Regions from separate parts of the Danio rerio genome. Here region 2 is linked to region 1. A link is a contact called in public Micro-C data. All regions are on one chromosome and are shown on one strand. Each heading gives the region's core, a stretch centred on a gene start, on an enhancer-like site or on the middle of the called end of the contact. The rest is flanking DNA. Distances are from core to core; before and after follow the strand shown.

What was found. Hi-C and Micro-C count contacts between places; a contact is called where the count stands out from the background.
Region 2: a contact with region 1 is called in a Micro-C map of caudal fin, with 9 times the contacts expected there. The contact joins the promoter of tbx1 here to the enhancer-like site in region 1. A contact is called at or near these places in 1 of 18 Hi-C or Micro-C datasets (caudal fin) and 1 of 4 datasets of contacts at active chromatin or transcription factors (caudal fin).

The regions. Positions count from the first base shown.
Region 1 is chr5:15,761,072-15,766,600 of GRCz12tu, forward strand. It overlaps a transcript of sema4c not described here. Among named protein-coding and RNA genes, the nearest start is that of tbx1, 170 kb to the right of the region's middle. Within about 2 kb of position 3,065, at least 1 of the 62 cell types and tissues checked has an H3K27ac peak or open chromatin away from gene starts, as enhancers often do. A contact at or near this core is called in caudal fin, where this site is marked.
Region 2 is chr5:15,935,111-15,940,639 of GRCz12tu, forward strand. It overlaps tbx1 (T-box transcription factor 1), which reads left to right and starts at 2,382. Exons shown (of 7, transcript NM_183339.1): 1 at 2,382-3,140. The coding sequence starts at 2,740. It also overlaps a transcript of srrm4 not described here.

The DNA of each region.
Region 1 (5,529 bases), core at 1,815-4,314:
CAATGTTTGCAAGTGGATACAGTGCATCAATACCTTCCTTTTAACTGTTGGCTCCTTTTTATTCATTTTATGCCATGGGCATGATCTGTTTTCTTGCACGTACGTAATGTTTGACCACCGATAATGTAAAGTGATACTCTTTTTTTTGTCCCTTTGGCCTTTGGTTTATTGTTTTAAAAAGAATGCAATGTTTCTGAGTTATTGCAAGGCACACAATGCCAAAGGCCAGCTGCTGCGCTGTTATTATTTGATGTTTGATACATTCAATCATGTTACTAAGAAACAGAAACACGTCGTCTGCAGGAACAAAAAGCAGCTGTTTGGCACATCGATTCACAAGTGGAGGCCATTTGAAGTTGTGCTAGACAGGTGTTGGTTTGGTTAAACCTGAACAATATTGCCCTTAACCTCAATGGCTTTGTGACTCAATACTAATCATTCATATGTGCATTTTATATGACGTGCACTGTGAATTTCATATGCAATGTGGGTTTGGATTTAAACTGAATGGTTTGTTACTTTGAATGACTTGAAGGTTATATTAATGATGTTGAAGCCTTGAGGGTAATGCTACAGTAAATAGTGTTTTACACACTATATACAGTTAAAGTCGAAATTATTAGCCCCCCTTTCAATTTTTTTTCTTTTTTTAAATATTTCCCCAATGATGTTTAACAGAGCAAAGACATTTTCACAGTATGTCTGATAATATTTTTTTCTTCTAGAGAAAGTCTTATTTGTTTTGTTTCGGCTAGAATAAAAGCAGTTTTTAATTTTTTACAAGCTAAGTTAAGGTCAAAATTATTGTTTGCCCTTTTAAGCTATATTGGTTTTTGATAGTCTACAGAACAAACCCGTTATACAATAACCTGCCTAATTACCCTAACCTGCCAGGTTAACCTAATTAACCCTGTTAAGCCATTAAATGTCACTTTAAGCTGTATAAAAGTGTCTTGTAAAATATTATTTACTGTCATTAAGGCAAAGATAAAATAAATCAATTATTAGAAATGAGTTATTAAAACTATTATGTTTAGAAATGTGTTGGGAAAAAAAATCTGTTCTCCGTTAAACAGAAACCAGGGAAAAATAACCAGGGGGGCTAATAATTCTGACTTATATATATAGTTGGAGAAATAAGTATCTTAATTTGTCACCATTTTTTCAGAAAATATATTTCAAAAGGTGTTGTTGACTAAAAAATTTCAGCATATGTTGGTAACAACCAAATAAATCCATATATGCATAGAAAACAACATTAATTAGTTTACAAACAGTCCAATAATTTTCATGACGAACAAGTTTCTACTGACGAAAACTAGACGAAAACTAAATAAAAAAGTGATGATGACGAAAACTATAATAAAAATATTACTGACAAACTTAATATACTGACATTTTCATTGACTAATATAAATGAGATGAGAATGTGATTGGGGGACGTTTTTTGGAAAATATCCAATCAGAATTTATTTTGGTGTGTGACACGACGCACACATGCACATTTGAAAAGTAACTGCTCCACGGTAGACACAGGATACGATTACAGCATCTTCCATAGGGGCGTCTGTTAGATTAAACTGCAATGAAATGGCAACAGCTGAGAGAAAAAGAAGATTCAGGTTTAATGTCAAGACAAATACAACATAATGATGTATTTGATTTCGCAAACAACATAACGAAACTGCCTTAAAATGACGCACACTTTTATTTTTTACCGACATCTTCGCATTAAAATTTCTCTATGCGAATTACCACCATACTGTACCTGCCAACACTCCCATATTTCCCACAAGTCTCCCTTATTTCGGACTCATCTCCCGCCACCCTCCCGTTTTGTTTTTTCTCCTGGAAAACTCCCATAATTCCAAAAAAACTTATTAAATTGTCAACTTAAACTAGACTAAAACTAAAATGATTCAGAAGACTGAAATATGACTAAAACTAAAATGTAGGCGACGCAGTGGAGCAGTAGGTAGTGCTGTCGCCTCACAGCAAGAAAGTCGCTGGTTCAAGCCTCGGCTGGGTGGATTGGCTATTCTATGTTGAGTTTGTATGTTCTCTCAGCGTTCGCGTGTTTTACCTCCGGGTGCTCCTGTTCCCCCCACAGTACAATGACATGTGGTACAGGTAAATTGGGTAGGCTAAATTGCCCAGAGTGTATGAGTGTGAGTGAATGTGAATGGAAGTTTCCCAGAGATGAGTTGCGGCTGGAAGGGCATCTGCTGCGTAAAACATATGCTGAATAAGTTGGCGGTTCATTTCGCTGTGGAGACCCCGGATTAATAAAGGGACTAAGCGGAAAAGAAAAATTGAATGAATGAATGAATAAAACTAAAATGTAATTTTAGTCAAGAGACCAAGACTAACTAAAACTAAAATTGCTGTCAAAATTAAAACTGTTTACAGAGTAAGTTATGTGTAATGAAAAGAAATGACACCGGAAAAAAGGATTGTACAAATAAAGAAAGGGAGGTGTAGAAAGGCAGTGAAAGATACAATAATCCAAAACACAGACAAGGAAACTCTCAAATGCTTTCAGAAAAAAAAATAAATAAATAGATCAAGCTGTAGAATGGCCCAGCCAATCACCTCACTCAAATCCAATAGTAAATACAAATTAAAGATTATATTTGATCGATGAGACCTACAGAACCATTAAGATTTTTACACTCTGTTGAAATCTGTGAACAAATCACACCTGAGCAATGCATGTGACTTCATTCCCAACAGAAGAGTTGTCTTTAAGCTGTGATCAACCAAAAAAAGCCTATTATATAAAGTAATACATTTCAGTAGTTAGTTTCTAGTGTCATTTCATTGTTATTACACAACATTTTTTTCAGATTTGATCGTTTTGTTATATTTTTATGTTTGCATTGTTTCGGTTTTTACCAAAAATCTGGTTCAATTCAGTGTCAACAGCTCCTTTAGAAGTATTATTCCAAGAAAAAAAAAAAAAAAACATAAGATCAATTTATTTATCCCACTGTATTTGCAGTATAATTATTAACTGCAACTCTGGCCAACAGATGGCACTGATGACTAAATTGGTGCACTGTCTTTGAAAGGTGAGATATGTGTTGGCTGGAATTGTTTTTGGAATGCAAAAGAAGCACTTCTGGATTTATGCATAACTCATACACTCAGAAACTGACTTGACTACCTAAGGTAATTTAATACAATCAGCTGTTGGGAGTGTGGCATGATGGTGTGTATCATGTCAGTTCATATGCGGACTGTGTCATGTTTAATTTTATTGAAAATGGACAAAAGGGCACAATCCCATAGATGATATATACACTTTTTTTTTTCAATTGTTATAGTACTGATTGTTAGTGTAATGGTGTAAGCAGTGTTGGGGGATGATACTTTAGAAAGTAATGCATTACAATATTGAGTTAATCCACAAAAAAGTAACCAGTTGCCTTACTTAGTTACTTTTTATGGTAAGTAATGTGTTACGTTACGTTTGAGTTACTTTTGCGTTACTTTTTTCTGACCTGGCTGAGACTTCATCTCTTTCAGGTTGCAGGGTTTTCTTTTTTTCTTTTTTTTAATAGAGGAGATCTGCAATAAACGGCACACTGTATAACTGTACGTTTAAAAAAACACACACATAAAAAATGTATGTAGGATAATGTTATCTTCAGAGAGCTTCCTGACCCCAGAGCTATACATACCGTATATACAGATTAACGAAAGTTTAAAGGGCCATGAAACCCCCGTCTCTCAGCAGAGTGTTTTCACACCTCTAGTTTGAAAAAAAGTCAGTAATGTGGGTGAGTTCAACTTCATTTAGGTGGGAGTGTCGAGTGGCGAAAGAGGAAAGGGTTTGCATGAAAAAGGGAGTTTCAGTTCGAGCATGTGCTGATTTTCACAGAGGAAAAACAACAAACAGACGCAGGAAAGAAAGATAGTCAGTAATCGTATTATTTTTCAAATTCTTAATATGTCGACTTTAACTGCAGTTTGGCACTTTCATTTTCATTCAGGAACATTTCATCCATGCCCCCATGACAAACGAGATATTGGATGTGAGGAACTGCTGGAAGAGTGTAGTTTTAACGTAATGTTTAATACCGCACGCCATATGGGAGAAAAAAAAAACCCTGTGCATTTCTCGGTAACTTAGATGCACTACTCTGTCACAAAATGCGGCAAAAGTCCTACACGACGGCAATAGTTTGATTAAGGTGTTTATAAAACACTTCTAAATTTCTTTTCAAACTAGAAGAACGAATTTGCTTGAAATAACACAAAAACAACCAATTGTCCCTTTTTTGTGAAATTTAGGAGGGATCCCGGGGTGAGAAGGGTGCGCGACTTATTTGAGGACCGGGAGGCAGACGCGTTTGCGGGCGTTATTCCACAAATGTATAGAGTCTCCCGGAACTTTTTAGGTTGTCTGAATATCACGTTTAACAACTATAGTGAGACGCGATTCGGCGGTACATTCTTGATAAACTGTCTAACGTGCACTGCTCTCTGTCTGGAGCTCAGAGGAGCGCATGACAGCGTGTGGCTGTGTGTGTGTGGCTGTGTGTGTGCGTGTGTGTGAGAGAGTGTGTGGTCACATGATGTGCATTTTCAGTGCACACTAAGATTTATTAGTGTAAACAGGGCCTGAGTGTGTATTTTTCGCAAGCGGGTTTGCGACTGAGGCGGGGTTGAGGACTGGCGATGCCGGCTCAGCATCATGTTGTCTATTGGCCATCGCCGATGACGATGGCATCGTCTACCGGCCCAACCATAGCTGCCAAAGTATAAAATTCTACTTAAGTTTACTTTTAGTTGTATCTAAATATTGTGCAATCTGAGATCAAATTTCCTGAAACAACTACCATTTTAAATAATTAAATTGTGAAAAATATCTTTACCTTGAAATAAAATGGTCATAACACACAACTACAACTTCCTTTTAACTGTTGATTCTTAATAAAACTTTATTTAAATGATCTATTTGAATAATAATAGACTGTCTGCATAATATCTGTTGATACTGGCTCTTCAACAGACACTTAACTGACTATAAGAAACTTTTGCAAGTACATGTCAACTTACACTAACCCTAACAGTTTACTTATAATCTCCTGAGAATAATTTAGCATGTAGATGCAATGTAACTTAAATTCAACACATGCACCATTAAAATAAAGGGTGACCTGACTCTCTTATTATTTGATGTTTGATACAATTTGATACATTAGATGTGTGTTACTCTTCAGTGTGTAAATGGAAAAGGACCATGTGTAAATGTAACATTTAAACAAGTTATCAATCATATGGCATATTTAAAGTTGTTTTACATTCAATAAAGGTGTTTCCACGGTCCCATGTTCTACTTAGTGTAACCACCGTTTACTTTTAGTTGTCTCTACATATTAAAGTGCAATCTGAGATCACATTTGAACTCAAAATAATTACACAATTTTCAGAACAGAGAAACATGAAGGTACAGGTTTACCCAGAAATGCTTCAGAATTCCAAAATGTGTTGTCACCATCAGCAGGGTGACGGGCCATGCTA
Region 2 (5,529 bases), core at 1,132-3,631, 170 kb after region 1:
AGTGTAAATTAGATTCAATCCGGTTGCTATCGCTGCAGGTCAACAAAACATAACTTTTGTTTCTATTCATTAATTATGAACCTTGATAAGCCGATAACCAGTAAGATATTGTATAGCAAAGAGAAGGGTCAAGTGCCTGAGCCACGCGATACACTCCTTACGTTTCACGAGCACTTGAGTCATTACCTGGCTACAGAGATGTTTTAAACTTATTTGCAAAAAATATATAATAATAACATAATGCCTTGCTTACAAGTAGCCTACCTTACTGCCTTTTAAGAACGGCCTAATTATTATTATTATTATTATTAAAGATATTATTAATATTATTTTATTCTGATTTCCCCTTTAATTAACTAAAAAGTAAAGCAAAATACGTGATTTAAACTTGTGTTGTGTTTCTTATAAGTTTATTCAGTGTATTGTCCTAAAGTAATCAAACGGGTTTAAATGATGTATAAATTAAAAACGTATAAAATGCGTAAATAGGCATGTTTAATGTACACATGGTTTCTTAAAAATAAAAAATACTATTAGCCTACAATCAAAAGTCTAAAGCAAACGTAGTAAAAAGGATTAAGCTCCAAGATTCAAACGATGATCTGAAAAGTACTTTAACTAAAAAAAAAACTTCCTAAAACTTTCCCACATATGGCAGCTCAATAACAATATACAGTGAGTCTAAGATCTTGCAAAGAACCACTAAAATCCTTTTTTAAATGCACTGATAGGTCAAACGCTTTAAGCTGGCTTAATTTACCGAGCAGTTCAGTGTGCCTGCATGCAGTTCATTGGTGTACAGTACGGAGTGTCTGTGCTTGCAATGTTTTCTACTACCAGTGGGAAAGGCGCAACATATAATCTGCTGTAAAAGTATAGCAGGACATCCGCGTGATGACGTTCTCTTTTTCTTTTCTTTTTTCTTGCCAGCGAATTCAAATTTGGTACAGTGATTGACAAGGTCCTATTCAAATAAAACATCCCGCGGAGAGCGTGCACGCTTTTTTCAACCGTGCACGGGAGGCGTGGAGCTCGCGCTTCTGACATTCTCTTCTCTCCCGCAGTAGCTCTTCTCCAGTGAGCCCTCATGACATCATCCAGACACCGCGGCTGAAGAAAACACTTTCTGAGTGCGTGTATGTGTGTGTGCAGAGGAGCGATGTTTTAATACAGCCGGACGTGTTCGAGCAGATCTTTTAATTGGAGCATATAAAGCGGAGCAAATTCCGTGGGAATAGTTTGTTTTGAAAACAGTGGAGATCACCAACATCGCCAAAAGGCCCTTTCTGAAAGAATGCAACTTCGTGTACTTCGAGTTATTGTTTGTACTGTCTGTGTTCTCGACATGGAGTAGCTCGGAAGGGGGTGGAAGCGGTGTTCCTTGACTCAGTTTCTCGCTTATGGACGACAGTAGTCCCCTTTCTCCAAAGGCAAATGCTTTCAGTATTGCCTGTCTGATTTCAGCGAGGGATCAAGCAGGAAACACCACGTTTGACAAACACGCCACTAGCCTGGACAAGCAAGCGGTGCAAAACTGCTCCAGATACATTAAAATGCATTACAGCACTGTCACGCGGGAGATGGAAGGTACGGGCACGATCTTGACAATAACCTTGTGATTTCTTGGGCTCGCGCAGTTTGTTTAACACTTTCGCGTCGCAGTTGGCGCGCGAGAAACTTTCAGTTAATACCAAAGACACGTGTATTTCAATATTATAACGCAACAGTCAACGAAGCATGTTCTGTCTGTTTACGCCCAATGCATTTAATATACAAAACACGGCGCTTTCCTCTATATTATTTTACAGTAGCCCGAAATGCAAATAAGTGTTCCAAAGTTGCACCTTAGCTATAATTTGTAAAACAGGCTTGCGTGGTCTTTGAATAACATAAACAGGTCAAAGAAAACATTAAGCACAGTACACGGTAGAAACAGTGTCACAGAATTCTAGGAAAAGATTCCACCTCCAACCCAAGGATGAGCTTGTCAGATGAACAAAAACCAACAGCGAAATTGTAAACAAAAGGAAACGGCGCTTAGAAATGGACCGGAGACTTGTTCCTTCGCAACATTAGTTGTCTGTCCGTACTGCGCGGGTGTTTGTTTTCTTTGCGAAAAAAGTTTACTCTCCGTCGTGCCAGCTAACCAGTCTATTGTTAGAGGAGGGCGGTGTGGGCGATACACTTATCCAAAAGTAAATGGGTGCCGGAAAGCCCATTATAAGGGGCGCACTTCTCTGTCAATCAGTCTCGTCCCAAGGCGAGGAAAGGCACATTACCTGCAGTTCCTTATCTAAATAGAAATAAGAACCGGTTTTATCGCAAAGGGGAGGCCCTATGCGAGAGATAAGAGAGAAGTCTGGATTTCAGTTTAGCAAAGGGGCAGGACAGAGGCCGCTTGGAACAGTTCACAGCGCGCAAGACTTTGAAAACAACGGTGCGCCAACACGCACGAGTTTAGATCGGTAATCAACACAAACTTACTAAAAAGTCGTTTTTACAAGTTCAGTGCGAAGGAAGACATCATTCGTCAAATCTAAGCAAAATGCGTAAACATTGAAGGAGATCATCGTTCTTAAAGTTCTGGACAGTCATAAAAGAAGAAAACCTTGCGATACGCGATCGACACATTATCTATTGGAGACATCTTGAAATTACTTTCTATATAGACGAACACTCACTTGCATATTGTTGCTTTTGAACTCGAGTCCAGCGCAAATTGTAAATCCAATTTTTGGAATGATTTCAGCAATATCAAGCCCGTGGCTGACGCAGCTGTCCCATTTTTGCGATGTTGCAGCCTTCACGACCAGCAGCCTGAGCAGCCTCAATACGCCCGGGAGTTACCATCTCTCTCCTTCTCCTGGGGATCCATACAGCCATCATGAAAGCCAGTTTGAGCCGTGCCCGGCTGCCCAGCACGCCTACAACTATTCCGGATCCAACTCAGCACAAGCCCCGGCACAAGGAGACAGCGGGACCTCCAATTGCTCCTCGTCGTCGTCAAGCTCAACGCCGAACAAAACGCTGGTGAAAAAGAACCCTAAAGTAGCCAATATTAATGTACAGTTGGAAATGAAGGCACTCTGGGATGAATTTAATCAACTTGGGACTGAAATGATTGTCACAAAAGCCGGGAGGTGAGTTGACATTATGCTGAAGATTGTTTGACATCTGGTTGTTGTTTTAACAATTTCTCAACATTGATGTTAATTATTCTTGTTATTGTTGTTAATTTTTAGGTTTTATTTCGTTTTATTCATTTTTTTAATTTAAACCCCTACAAACTTTCTATTTAGTGTAGCAATCTAAATGTATCTGCATTTCAATATGAGCCTTTTTAAGTAGCCTATCTTCATCGTCAATGCACTTGATTGGTGGTAACAATTTGTTTTGTCAACTGAAGTCATCTTATAATCATACTTGCACGAGAAATACAAATTTATCATCTTATTGTCAGTTCATTGTGATCAATTGTGAATAAATACCTTTAACATAAGCTTAGCACAATCATGGCCATTTAAATTAAAGTGTAAACTGCCTATTTACACAGTGATAAGACATACAGCGTAAGATACAGTATATTTTAGCCCACCTGTGTGCTAAAGGGCTCCTTGCTGACTTCAGGATTAATTCACTATAGTGCATGCATAGATATGGTGTCTTATTTACACAGGCCGTTCTGTTTATTCAGGTGAATGTCGAGCTTTAGCTAGAAATTACCTCGTGCAAAACAGACCGTGATTAAATGAATGCAAAGCAAATGAATATGTATACACTATACGACTAAGATAAATGCGCTCCAGCGTACCACACAAATACAAATTCACACATGTATTTTGATCTAGCCTTACCAGGCCTCATAGGGTGCATCGTGATGCTCTAAATAATGTTTCTATCTTAAATGTACCTAAAAAAATCACTAGTTAAGGAAACGAGCTGAACGACACTTATAATAATTTTGAAAGCAAAGCATCTGCATTAATACTGACAATGAGGTCACTAAACCACTACGTGGACCGTTCATCAAGTTTAGCGTTAATTTCTTGCAGCTGCTTTGGCCTACTAAAACTCGAAGCAGTTCACTGGGGAATAAAACATTGCATGCACTTTAAACAATAAGCAAATTAGTCTTTTATTCTGATAAATAACCAAACATCGCTATACTAATCACATGGCTAATTTTAACTCATACGTTTGTAAAAAAAAAATAAATAAATAAAAAAAAAGGAAATTTTGTACATAGTTAAATTAACATTTTAATCCAATTTTCCAAATAGATTAAACATTTGCACAGAACTGTATTATTTTTTCACAATGCATTACTTTCCTTACCAATTATTATGTTGTGGTAACTGATTACACGCCTTTCACATTTCGAAATGGGTATTTAATTTAATATGTTTATGACAATTGTTTAATTGTTTCTGTTCATTTAACTTGTAGCATATTATGCTATATTTTACTTAATATTAGAATTTTTAAAGTTGAATTTTATTTTTATAATTAGCAGGCCGAATATAACTTAAATTTGGACAGTGACTTTGGCCTTGACCAGATTTTAATAAATTAAGACAGCAATTAAAGGTAAATGCTTTTAAATACCAGTTAGCTGTTGTTTATAGTGAATATGAAATGTCAAAAAACAGATACAGAAAAGCAAATACACAAAAAGAACATTTGATGTTAAACAAAGGAGAAATAATGAAGCAAAGAAACACAGAAAAGAAAATCGAAAACCTGGCTCAAGTAGAATAAAATAATAAATGAAAAAGGTAAATAAAATCTCAAATATAACTATATCAAATTTACCCACACAACAAAGCATTCAATTTATTTAAAAGTAATGATAAATGAGCTATTATTTTCAATAAAAAAGCAAAAAGATTAATCCTAATTTAGACGTTTTTCAAACATGTGTATTATTCGTACATTTGCATTTTACTGTTCAACAATATAATTGCACATATTTTAAGTATAATATTGAGTTATGAATATAAACGTGAGGTGCATTTAACTGCATTAATGACCCTTATGAAATCACAGGCTTGATTCATAACGATCTGCTATGCTCGATGCTAAAAGGAGCCAAAAAATATTTTTTTTTCTTCTTTTAAATAAGAACCAACAATTTTAATAGTGTGACATTTTTACTCATTCGCTTATGTGTGTGCGCGCAAGGTCATCAGTCACTCTAATGTGTTTACTGTTTTGGATCTAAAGGAAGGCACTTTAAAAGCTACTTTAGCTTCACCTACCCACAACTAGGGGCCTGAAAAGACACTCACGTTCACTGAACAATGATTCCAGTATTACTTTCACTGGTATGCAGCATGCGATGTGCCTGTGCTCCAGAAGTTTGCAGATTGGCTTTCAGAATAATGTATTTGTACCCCAATACACGCATCTTTAAGTATTTGTTTAGCATGATCGGCGAAAGCATCCTTACTCATAGCAGGCCTTATGAGTGTGTGAGAGAGGGAAAGACTGAAACATTTTATTGTAGGTCCGAAAAGCGCTAAACTTGTT